Linked DNA regions of Sus scrofa: regions 2 and 3 are each linked to region 1. The links are chromatin contacts, called in public HiChIP or PLAC-seq maps. All regions are on one chromosome and are shown on one strand. The core of a region is the stretch at or near the end of the contact, and the rest is flanking DNA. Distances in the headings are between cores, read along the strand shown.

Region 1 (3,774 bases), core at 428-2,927:
ATTATACAAGTATTTTTTGGCATCTGGAAAACAATCAAAGAGCACAGGGTACTAAATTTAGAAAACTCTCTTCCTCCTTCCCATGTGGGAAAACCAAGGCTTCCTACAGAAGTGACACTTGGGAGACAGGGAATGAACCTAGGAGCACTGTCCTCCAACTTGAACTTAAATTGTACTTCAGAAAGTGGACCGGGTGAAGGGGTGATGGTCTCAATTCAAGCTCCTACAACATGTCAGATGCTACACCACTAACCCCCCACCTCCTCTCCCCCCATTTTAGGGATAAAAATGGGCAGTTCTGCCAAATCGAGCAGTTGATCTGCCCATCATTTCAAAATGGATTTGATTTCTAAGGCTGTCTGCCCAAGTCCAAGGCTCTTCCCATGATTTTATAGCTGAAAAGCAGTCTGAAAAGATCTGGGGTTTCAGGCCGTATCAAGAAGGCAGTATCTCCAAACACACTTAAAAAAAAAGTCTCCTTGTTTTGGCAGAGCTCATGGAAAACAGGCCCAAGGTTTGACAGCATTTCTCCAGGGGGCAGAAGTCACCTGGTTTCAACACACGTAATCTAAGAATGAGCAGAATGGAACCAGCAGGAGAAACTAAGCCTTTCAGTTAAAAGGGAGTGACAGCTGTACTGGCTACAGAGGCAGGATGAGGAGGCACCAACAGGGCAGTCAGAGGCGGCCTTGTGGCCGGCAGGCCCCAGTACTGTGTACGTTTTCGCGGCCACTGCGGTCACCAATTGCTGGAAAGTAGGGAGTTTCAGATCAGACATCACGCTACTCCATCCTAGACTTCCATTTCACACAAAAGTAAGAGAACTTGGACTGTGAACTCCTCAGAGCAGGGCCGAACACCGCTCGGTTTGGCACCCCCAATACCTCACTCATAAAAACTCAGGGAGCCATGGGCCACTTTAAAAAGATCCTGAGACCCACTTGGGTTAAGTAATATGATCACATTCGCCCACCCCCTGGCCGCTAAGCGTTATCTGGGGCCAGGGACCACAACCTCAGGGAACTGCCCGGCATCCCGCACTGGGTCCGGCCCCGAAGGCCGATACCTGTCCCGCCCGTGGAAGGACAGCGGCAGCAGGAGGGGGTGTACAGAGGTCTCTTCCGGTAAGCCCCCCCGGAAGGCCAGGCGCAGCCCAAGTCGGCTCCGGAGATCCGCAGGACCGTACGGAACACGACACTCACCCGCAACGGCTTTAGCCGGCCCCGATGGCGAGAGATAGTGCAGGCCGGAGACCGCGCCACAGCCTGCGTTTCAAGGAATCGGGAAAGGAGGAGAGATGCGCGCGCAGCGGCCGGTGCCGTAAACACGACCCGCTATGTCGTAAATAGCTCGCCAGCTTCCTTCCGGTTCGGCGGCGGAACGCACGAGTCGTAAAGTGAAGGCACACCCGGAAGTATATCGGTGTTCTTTTCGAGGTGTTCTTATTAGCCTCCGAGGCTGCAAGACTCCAGAGGATGTTTGCCGTTACGTCATGGGGTATCCGGGGACGCTCCGAGAAGGCGTTCAAGTTTTTTAAAACGTGGCGGCTCTCAGTTGAAGCTGGAGGTGGCGAGTGGCTGACAGCGCCTTTATGTCCCACAATGCCTCGCGGGACGCTTCGGCCTCTCTGTGTCCCGCAACGACCCCAGGCTCCTACCTTCTTTTAGCGCTGGTGTGTTTCGATTCTCCCCGCTAGGGGGAGGTCGAGCGTCTCAGGCAGATTTTGTCGTGATTCCTGGTTTTTTCACGGTTTCGGAAGCTGAGGCCAGGAGATGCAAAGTGACCTCGTAAGATCACACTGCTAGTGTGGAGGGTGGCTGCCTGGGTTTAAACCATACCTCTACGGTTGTCAAACCTTATAATTCGACAAAGATTTCTGGAGTGTTAATTTGAAAAAAATGTAGATTTTGGGTCTAACGTCCATGGAGCCCAGGAACCTGCATTTTTATTAGCAGCTGTGATTCTGAAGTGGTGACTCAGGAACCACTTTCCTACAATGGCATTTTTACATATTATTTTTTATTTTATTTTATTTTATTTATTCATTTTTTTTTCCCACTGTACAGTAAGGGGGTCAGGTTATCCTTACATGTATACATTACAATTACATTTTTTCCCCCACCCTTTGTTCTGTTGCAACATGAGTATCTAGACATAGTTCTCAATGCTATTCAGCAGGATCTCCTTGTACGGTGCTGTCCTTTTAGAAACTCCCAGCTTACCGAGTTTGTTCTGGAGTCTTATTGGGGAATTTCAAAACATTAAAAGAAAATCTGAGCATGTGATTTTTGTTCAAACCTCAGATTTTTTTCTACCTGGTCTCCCAAGTTTCCTTATCAGTCTCTCAGCATGTCTTCTTTATTGGAAAATAAATCTGCTATTAGATCTGATAACTGGTCACGGCCATGCCACTTACTAGCTGTGTAGCCCTCACATCTCTGGGTCTCAGTTTCCTTATCTGTAAATTGAAGATGAAAATAAGAGGGTACAGTGAAGGTAAAAATAAATGTATGTGAAAATACTGAAGAATCCACTTACTAGTCGGGAGAACCTGGATAGGTTCTAGATCTCTCTAAACCTTGTTCACCTGTAAAATGCAAATGGTAATAGCAGCATGTGTTTCCACAGTTCTTTCCTGATCTGTTCATCTTCCTCATCTTCTAGTTTTTCTAATTTTTGTTCATGGTACCCATGGAATGGTGCTCATTGCAAAATGTGGTAGTCATCACTGGTAGTTCCTTTTCCCTTTTCCACCACATTCAGTCCTTCAATAAGTCCTCTTTATTCTTCAAAATACATTTTGGAGTTCCCTGGTGGCACAGTGGGTTAAGAACCCGGCATGGTTGCTGCTGTGGCTCAGATCCCTACTGTGGTGCGAGTTTGATCCCTGGTCATGGAACTTGCACATGCTGCAGGTGCAGCCAAAAAAAAAAAAAAAAAAAAAAAAAAAAAAAAAAAAAAAAAAAAAAAGAAAAAAGAAAAGAAAAATCTTGAACGCTGCCACTTTCCCCCATCATCTCCAGCTTCATGCTTGGACTCCCAGTGTCCACTCTTGTCCTTCTAGGGTTCCTTCTTGTCAGGGTGGTCAAAGCAATCTATTCACAGCCTTCCATCAGCTTCCCATTATGTACTTGGAGTGAAATGCAAATGTCTTCTCGTGGCCTGTCTGGTCCTTCACTACCCTTCATCTTTATATTCTGCCATTTTCTTCTCACTCAGCTCCAGCCGTCATGCTTTTCTTTTTATGCCAGGGGGCTGTGGTGAGAATTAAATGAGTTAGCGTAAGATCTTGGAATAGTACCAGGCACGTGGCCAGGGAGAGAGTGAATGAGGGCATGACCAGGTTACTCAGAAGGGTGGTTTGTTGAGGACACGGGCTGGTAAAGATCTAGGGGAGATGTGTCCCCGGCACCAGAGAACAGCAGGTGACAAGGTCCAAGGCAGAAAAGAGCCTGTGCATGACCCAGAAAGAGTAAGCTGCCATCTGGAAACGTGCAGGTCATGGAACAGTGTGTGATTTTATCCTCAGCATAAAGGTAAGCGACCGAAGGATTTTAAAGGGGGGCGGGATGGAGGGAGGGATGCTCTGGTCTAGCAGAAGGTGGGTCATGCCAGCTGCCCGTGGAGACTGGATAGTGGGATAGGCAGAAAGCGGCTGCAGAGGTGTCCATTGGGAGAGAAAGAAGGCACGATCTCCCACCCAAGCCCAGACACCCAATGTGAGGAGACGGACACGCCGGGTCCTTCTCCATCTGGGGCTGGCGGGGAGGTCAG
Region 2 (3,774 bases), core at 888-3,387, 690 kb after region 1:
TAGGCTGAGAAAATTTCTAGTTTACCATGAAAAGAATGTCAACAAGATGCCTAAGAAATAACCTCAAGGTAGGCAGCACTGGCAGGCAGGGGTTGGGGGCTGGGGGCAGGGATGAAGAATCCTGAAAACTCCACCAGGAGTGAGTAAGCCCGGCCTCTGGTCCTGAGCTGGCCAGGAACTCGAGTTCCGACTTGGTCGCGCGTGTCCCAGGAAGGGGCCTCAGTTTTCTCTTCTCTGTGTGTCTCCATCCTCAGCAGGCCAGCCCAGACAGCTGGGCCACAGGGCTTCTTAAGGCCTCACCTTGAAAGTCATGTAACCTCACTTCTGCCACGTTCTAGCCATCAGGGAAAGACACAGCCCAGTCCAGACGCAAGGGGAAGAGAAATAGATGCCACCTCTCCATAAGAAGAGCGACTGCATCACAGGGCAGAGGGGTGTGGATACCGGGACGGGGGGCCGTTGTAGCCAGCTCTTGCATCAACCTCACCCCCTCCCCTGGGTGCCCTTCATTCATTCGTTCGTCCATTCGTTCATTTATTGCACATTCATACACCCGCATGGGCCCCCAGCATTTACCAAGCACAGGACACAGAGGGCCCTTGTCCTCCTGGGCTTTGAGACTGGTGGGAAAACAGATGAATACACAATATGTGCCACAAAGTGACAAGGAAGGAGCAGTGAATTTATAGATGTTTCTTTTTCTTTTTTCTTTTTTTCGTCTTTTTAGGGCCGCACCTGCAGCACATGGAAGTTCCCAGGCTAGGGGTCAAATCGGAGCTGTAGCCTCCGGCCTACGCCAGAGCCACAGCCACGCAAGATCTGAGCCAGAGCCACAAAAACCTGGGATCCAAGCCGTTTCTGTGACCTACACCACAGCTCCTGGCAAGGCCAGATCCTTAACCCACTGAGCGAGGCCAGGGATTGAACCCAAATCCTCATGCACACTGTTCGGGTTCTTTACCATTAAGCCACAATAGGACCTCCTAGATATTTCTTCTTTTGAAGTATTTATTCATTTTTGGCTATGCCCACGGCATGCAGAAATTCCCAGGCCAAGGATAGAACCTGAGGCACAGCAGTGAAAACATCGAATCCTTAGGCCACAAGGGAACCCCTATAAATATTTCTTCACACTGTACTTTTTTCCACCAAGGATTTGAATCAGCTTGCCAAAAAAAATTAAAAAAAGACACAAGCAGTCGAATTGTAAATTTTAACCCCCAAAGAAAATTGAAACCTAAAAGAGAAAGAAGATAGTGTTTATTGACTATTCATGCATCTTACATGCATTATGTCCCCCATGTTTTTCATAACCCCGAGGTGAGAATTAGTATTCAGCTTTTACAGGTAAGCAAACTGAGGCTCATTGCCAATAAGTGACTCACCCAAGTTCACCCAGGCCCTGAGTGGCAGAGCTGAATCACCCTGCTGTCTGGCCTCAACGTCTGTCTGTTACAACAGAACAGTCGTCAAGGCACTTTGGATTTGACTGAGCTTCCCAGCAACCTGGGGGAAAAGGGAAACTGAACATCTGGCCTGACCAATCACTAGACAGGCAAAAGCCAAGCATTTCATTGAGGGGAGGCAGAGCCTTTGCTAGCACTGGATTAATTTTTCCTTGATCAAGGGAGGGTTGATGAAAGAGAGCTTGTGGGGTGGGACCTAGGGGGCTCCGCTTGGACTGTTCAAGTGGAGTGACCCTTCAGCTGAAGGGCAGGGAGGTTGCTGAGTAAGTGCCCATGGTCCCGCTGGAGAAGGATCTGTGCTCTAATAAGCATCTTCCTCGGGGGGGTGTGTCTGCATGTTTCTCTCTGTCGCACCATCTTTCTCTTTTTATCCCCCGCCCCCCGTGTCCTTCTATCCCTCCCTCGTCCACCCCCAACATGCAAAGAGTCCCCAGTACGCAGAACTGGTTTTAGGAAGTGCTGTTACGTCAAGAGCCTACGTACCAGAGCCCCAGAGCCCCAGAACCCAGGCAGGACAGGACTTCCTCCCCACACAGGGGCTGGGCGGGGCGGGCGGACGGGAAGGGGCCTGCTCTAGCTGAGGTGACACATCTCTGCCTGAGCAGCCGAGCTGCAGCTGGGTCAGCAGGCCCCTGGAGCCCGGGCCGCCCTTCCCCGGGGGGGCTTCAGAATGGACTTGTGCCACCCAGGTAAGCGTCTGGGCCGACCTGTCTGGGCCTCAGTTTCCTGTTCTGTAGAATGGGGATAACGGTGCTGGCCTCACAGCAATCAGTGTGTACATAGATATAAGCCAGATGGGACAGGCAGGAGCAGAAAACAGAGGTCTAGGCGCTCGGGCTTGGTGCCAAGCTGTGTTCCAGGGGCCGGGAGTCCAGCGAACGAAGCGGGGGCTCCCCTCACCCTCAGGAGCTTATTATGTTCTAGGGGGAAGACAGACAGTGCGAGTGTGCGTGTGCTTGGTCGGGAGGTGACAAGCCGGATGAGCGGCACGGTGAGATGAGGAAGATGGGACAGGTGGCCGAGAAGACCTCAAGAGGAGACACTGTTTGAGCCGAGGCTTGAAGGAGGGAGGAAAGGATCCGTGTGGGTTTCTGGGGAAAGAATATTCCAGACGAAGGAATAGCCAGTGCAAAGGTCCGGAGGTGGGACGCGAAAGATAGCTTGTGTCAAAGACGGTGACATCCGTGAGGATGATAAGTGTCCGGGTGGCAAAAGCACCCTGCAGCCCCAGTTTGGCCTCTGGTGGGGGACGGTGGCCTCTGGGGCGGCTGAGGACACCACTGATTGCCAGTGGAGGGGCCCAGGAATGAGCAGCCGGGGACCGTGGCCGGGCCCCTGCCCGGTCAGCAGGACCATGTGTCTGGAGGGGAAGGAAAGGAGGCTGCAGAGTGGGTACAGGGGCGGACGGGACTCCGTTGTGTTTCCGTGAGGAGGAGAGAAGAGGGCCCAAGTCCTTCTCAGAATATTCCAGCATGGCCTGGAATTCCTGAGGACAAGGGCTGCCTGGAGCAGTTCGGTTCCCCAGGTCCAGATAATGTGCAGCAGAACCCTACCTTCAAACAAAACCTCACACAGGAGTTCCCGTTGTGGCTCAGCAGCAACAAACCTGACTAGTATCCGTGAGGATGTGGGTTCGACCCCTGGCCTCACTCAGGGGGTTAAGGATCTGGCGTTGTCGTGAGCTGAGGTGCAGGTTGCAGGCGTGGCTTAGATCTGGTGTTACTGTGGCTGTCGTGTAGACTGGCATCTGCAGCTCCGGTTCGACTCCTAGTCTGGGAACAAAAGAACCCTCATACAAGGCAGTCCGACCCCGCCCACTGGGCCTCCCCTCACCCCAGGGTTTCAGGGGAACACAGCTAGAGAAGCAGGCATTAGTTTCAACAACCCCCATTTACAGATGGAACAAAGGAGGCCAAGAGAGGGACACCGTCCTGCTGGGGCAGGACCCCTCCCCACCTCCTGGCTCCCCTCCCCACCCTTTCTCCCCAAACCCTGAGCTTCCCCTGCGGGCTTTGGGAGGCAGGTGGCTCACAGACTGTAGGGGCTTGGTGAACACACCGCAGGTGGCAACTGGGGGACAAGAGGAGACCCAGGAGGAGCAGTGCCTGGCTCAAGGTCACACAGCTGACACAAGGGTGACAAGAGACTGTGAAGTCCCCTTCCCCCTCGCCAGCCAACACTGCCTGACTGGCTACCACTCTTACTTGGTTCTTTGCTGGGGGGGGTCTTCTGGTACCAAAGGCCTTAGGATAGTTGTCCCCATAATGCAAATGAGGAAACGGCGGCTCACAGAGGTGAACTGGAGGAG
Region 3 (3,774 bases), core at 331-2,830, 660 kb after region 1:
GGTGCATCACCATCAGCGGAGGGCTGCCGGATACACCCGCCCACCCCAGGCCAGGCCGATCGAGCCTCTCAAAGCCTCAGGCTGCCCCTCTGTAGGATGGGAGGCTTGGAGGGGAGGCCCATCCAGCTAGAACATGCCAGAATGTGTGTGGATGGAGCTACAGAAAACCCACCCCAGGAGGTGCCTCTGGGCAGAACGCTAAGACAACGGAGCGGGCAGGCAAGAGAGACTGGCATTTTGAACCTGTCATGTGCAGGGGAGGACACTGAGGATGTGACAATCTGAGGTCCCTGAGATCTGACAGCCGAGGAGCCCCCTCAGCGGAGCCTGGCCCGCATTGATCAGCTCACCCGCCACCCTTCTCTCCTCCTTCCCAGCGGGGCCTCTCTCACCCCTCCCCCCACCTCCTCCCCCACATCCACCCACACCCTCCCCAGCCAGGCAGGCCTGGGGGTGAGAGGCGCTCTTGACTGAGCGTATAGGCACAGGACCAACACTCAGAACATCCCAAGTGACCTGGCATCAAGGGCCTCTTTGCAGACAACAGAGCTGTTCAGAGAGGCATTGTGACTCACCCAAGGCCACACAGCAGTGCAAGCCAGTGACTAGAGCCCAAGCCAGCCTGGGGACCACCCCCTGCCGGCATCCACAGTTAAGACTGAGGGTGCATGGGAGACCTGCCCCAGGTCTCGGGGTGCAGGTGAGGGGCCCCGGGCACACCCGAGTTCAGTCCTGTACCCTCAACCCAGGCAGCTTCCGGGGTGAGGTGGGCAGCGAGGGTGAAGCTCACTGTCCTGAGGTTCCCTCTGGGCCCTGGGAGAAAAAGGGAGTGGTTCCTCCAGCTGCCTCCCAGGGACCCTGGATCTGCAGGGCAGGGGAAGCCGCCTCCCAGGGGCGTGGGGAGGGGGAGGGCCTCAGGGCTCCCCCAGGAGGGAGCTGGGAGCAAGTCCCACCAGGTACCTACCCATCTCCCACCACCACACACTTGATGGCCTGCATGGCGTCTGAGGCCTGGGAGGCGGTGGTGGTGACAGCTGGGGGCGCGGAGCGCTTCTGCAGGCACCGGGGCTGTGGAGAGCCTGGAGGGGGGCCCTGAGCGAGGAGCAGCAGCAGCAGCGGGACAGGAGGCAGGAGGAAGCGGAAGGGGAACTTACCCAAGCTGCTGCCCCCGCGGCCGTTTGCAGAAGGCGGAGCATGCGGTCTGGCAGAACCACCGGAGGGTGGGGTGGCTGTCAGGTGCTGGGCAGAGCCCTACCCTGGGCATCCCTGCTCTGGAGCACCAACCGGAGACCTGGGGACCCTCTCAGCTGGAGGCTTCCTCCCAAGGGCAGGGCCAGAGCTGTTCTTTGAGAACTCGAGGCTTCCAAAGACGTAGCTCACCTCAATTCTAAGCAATAAGCATTTAATGAGCACCTACGGTGTGCCAGGCACTGTACTGGGTGCTGATGAGTCCAGGATGTGAGTGGTACTACAGCAGGTCCCGGTGGAAGATACAGTCCCATCACAGGTGTCCATAAAACGGGGCAGGAAGTGATGGGGCCACGGAAGACTGACAGGGAGGGGACCACAGAATCACACAGAGGGTGAGCTGGCGCTTGCGAAGTGGCGTTCAAGCCAGGACTTGAAAGCTGGTGTCAGAGAGAGGACCGGCCAGAGGGGACAGCCTGGCCAAGCAGCGGGGCCAGTGTGGGACCCCTTGAATGTGGAGGGAGATGGGGGGATGAGGCAGAAAGGGAGGTGGGGATCAGCTGATGGAGAAGGGGAAACAGAAGGCAGCGCCCAGGCCAGCCAGGCCCCGCGCTGGAGGCCCCCCAGGTCTCCGGAATTGTGGCCCATCTTAACAATGCTGAAACAGAGGCTCTGAGAAATCAGTTTGCTGACTAGGAAAGCCCTGCCTGAAATCAACCCCGAGGCTAGGGGCCTCCACATTCTTCCCTCACCCCAGCTGCAGTCTGGACACAGAGCCTGAATTCTGTAGCAGGTGGGGAGGGCGAGGGCGCCCCGTTGGCCTCAGGGAGACTCAGGGTCTGAGCAGCCCTGGACCCTTGCCCCGGGCTCCAAGTTCACCTGCTCTTTCTCTTCGCCGCCACTGCTCTCCACGCCCAGCGCCCTTCCAGCTCCAGGGACAAGGGGCAGGAGGGGATGGGCAGAGCCACCAGTCACCCACCCCAGACTCACGCAGGACAAACTGGGAAACCAGTAGAAGGGTGTGGAGTGCCAGGTGCTGGGCGCCCAGCACCCCTCCCACTCCCTGCCCTGGGGGCACCTGGAGCTGAACCTTCCAGAAGCTTACACACAAGCTACAGCGTTGCTGAAAATGGCTTTTGCAGAAAGGGAAATGCAGTCTCTCCACGGACCTGCGCCAGCACTTGGCCAGCCAATGATTAAAACCTGCCAACAAACATCTGTGCTCTGCACGGGTGGAGCTGAGGCAGTGGAAGGCACTTCGCGGCACCCAGCTGGGGTCAGGGAGGCCAAGTGTCCCCCGATGACCCACCCCGGGTGCCACACAGGCCACACCGAAGGACTTCGTTCTGGCTACTCCCCCAAATCCACATTCTTTTCCCAACCACCACGACCCTACAGGGCAACCTCCGTGTTAATCTAACAAAAACAATGCACTAAGTGTAATGTGGGATCTTGGATTAGATCCTGGAACGAGAAAAAAAATTAGTGGAAAAAGTTACAAAATCCAAAACAAATCTGAAATTAGATATCGGTATTGTACCAAGTGTTAGTTTCGACAAATGCACTGCGGTTATGCAAATGCTGTGAACATAAGGGGAAACTGGGTGAAGGATATTGTGAATTTTCTTACTGTTCCTGCAATTTTGCTAGAAATCTGAAATTATTCCAAAATAAAATGCTTATTAAAGAAAAAAAAAAGAGGCGTCCCCGCTGGGGTGCAGTGGGTTAAGACTCCAACCACAGCAGCTCAGGTCACTACAGAGGGGTGGGTTTGATCCCTGGCCTGGGAACTTCCATGTGCCTCAGGTGAAGCCATAGAGAAAAGAAATAAAATTTTTTAAAAAGATAAAAGGAAAAGAAAAAAGTACAAAGCAGCTCTTTGGGAAGATATAGCCAATGAGAATGGTCCCATGACTCGGAAAGAGACAAATGCACTGGGTTTTATCCCCCATCACATGGAGCCTTGTTGTGCAGTAAACAACCTACCCAACCATACCTGGCCATGTTGGCTGTACAATCGCACCTGCTCTCCTTCCTAAGGAAGCTGCTTCTCCAGGACCGCCCTGGCAAAACTCTCCCTGACTCAGGGCCAATTGACTCCCTTCTTCAATCTGCATGTATCAATTATGCACCACTTAATACCTGGCTCTGAGCTGGTACTGCAGTGGATGCAAAACCAAGAAGACAGCTAGACACCCCTGAAGAACTGGTGACCTGTAATGAGAGTGACTCGGGGGTGGTGGAACCTCCGGACAGCTTGGGATGGCCCTGATCTGCAGGTGGGCCTGGGGTTGTGAGGACAGGCCAGGGTTGGCAGGGGAATGAGATGGGGGTGGGGCAGCCTGGAGGACAGTAGGGGCTAGAAGGACAGTGGCAGTCTCTGCCTGCTTCCAGTGCGGCAGCCACTGCTCTTCAGCCCCAGTGCTGTTGGTGGCTCTATCATTCATTTTACAGATGAGAAAACCAGGGCACAGAGAGGTTCATGAACTTGCTCGGGTTGACACACTCGCAGCCACCACACTGGAAGTGAATGCAGGTCCAAATCCCCTCATTTCACAGATGGGAAACTGAGGCTCGAGGCCATGA

Evidence for each region. HiChIP or PLAC-seq counts read pairs in DNA pulled down with a chosen protein or histone mark.
Region 2: an H3K27ac HiChIP or PLAC-seq map of alveolar macrophages shows a contact between it and region 1. The contact joins the promoter of CYTH4 here to the promoter of EIF3D in region 1.
Region 3: an H3K27ac HiChIP or PLAC-seq map of alveolar macrophages shows a contact between it and region 1. The contact joins the promoter of RAC2 here to the promoter of EIF3D in region 1. A contact is called at or near these places in 6 of 47 Hi-C or Micro-C datasets (embryonic fibroblasts, heart right ventricle, psoas muscle and 3 more) and 2 of 2 datasets of contacts at active chromatin or transcription factors (alveolar macrophages and skeletal muscle).

Annotation. Positions count from the first base shown.
Region 1 is chr5:11,211,215-11,214,988 of Sscrofa11.1, reverse strand. EIF3D (eukaryotic translation initiation factor 3 subunit D) reads right to left here and starts at 1,677. Exons shown (of 15, transcript NM_001244723.1): 1 at 1,203-1,677.
Region 2 is chr5:10,519,946-10,523,719 of Sscrofa11.1, reverse strand. CYTH4 (cytohesin 4) reads left to right here and starts at 2,137. Exons shown (of 13, transcript NM_001144121.1): 1 at 2,137-2,155. The coding sequence starts at 2,137.
Region 3 is chr5:10,551,792-10,555,565 of Sscrofa11.1, reverse strand. It overlaps RAC2 (ras-related C3 botulinum toxin substrate 2), which reads right to left and starts at 1,580. Exons shown (of 7, transcript XM_013997536.2): 1 at 1,155-1,580. The coding sequence starts at 1,264.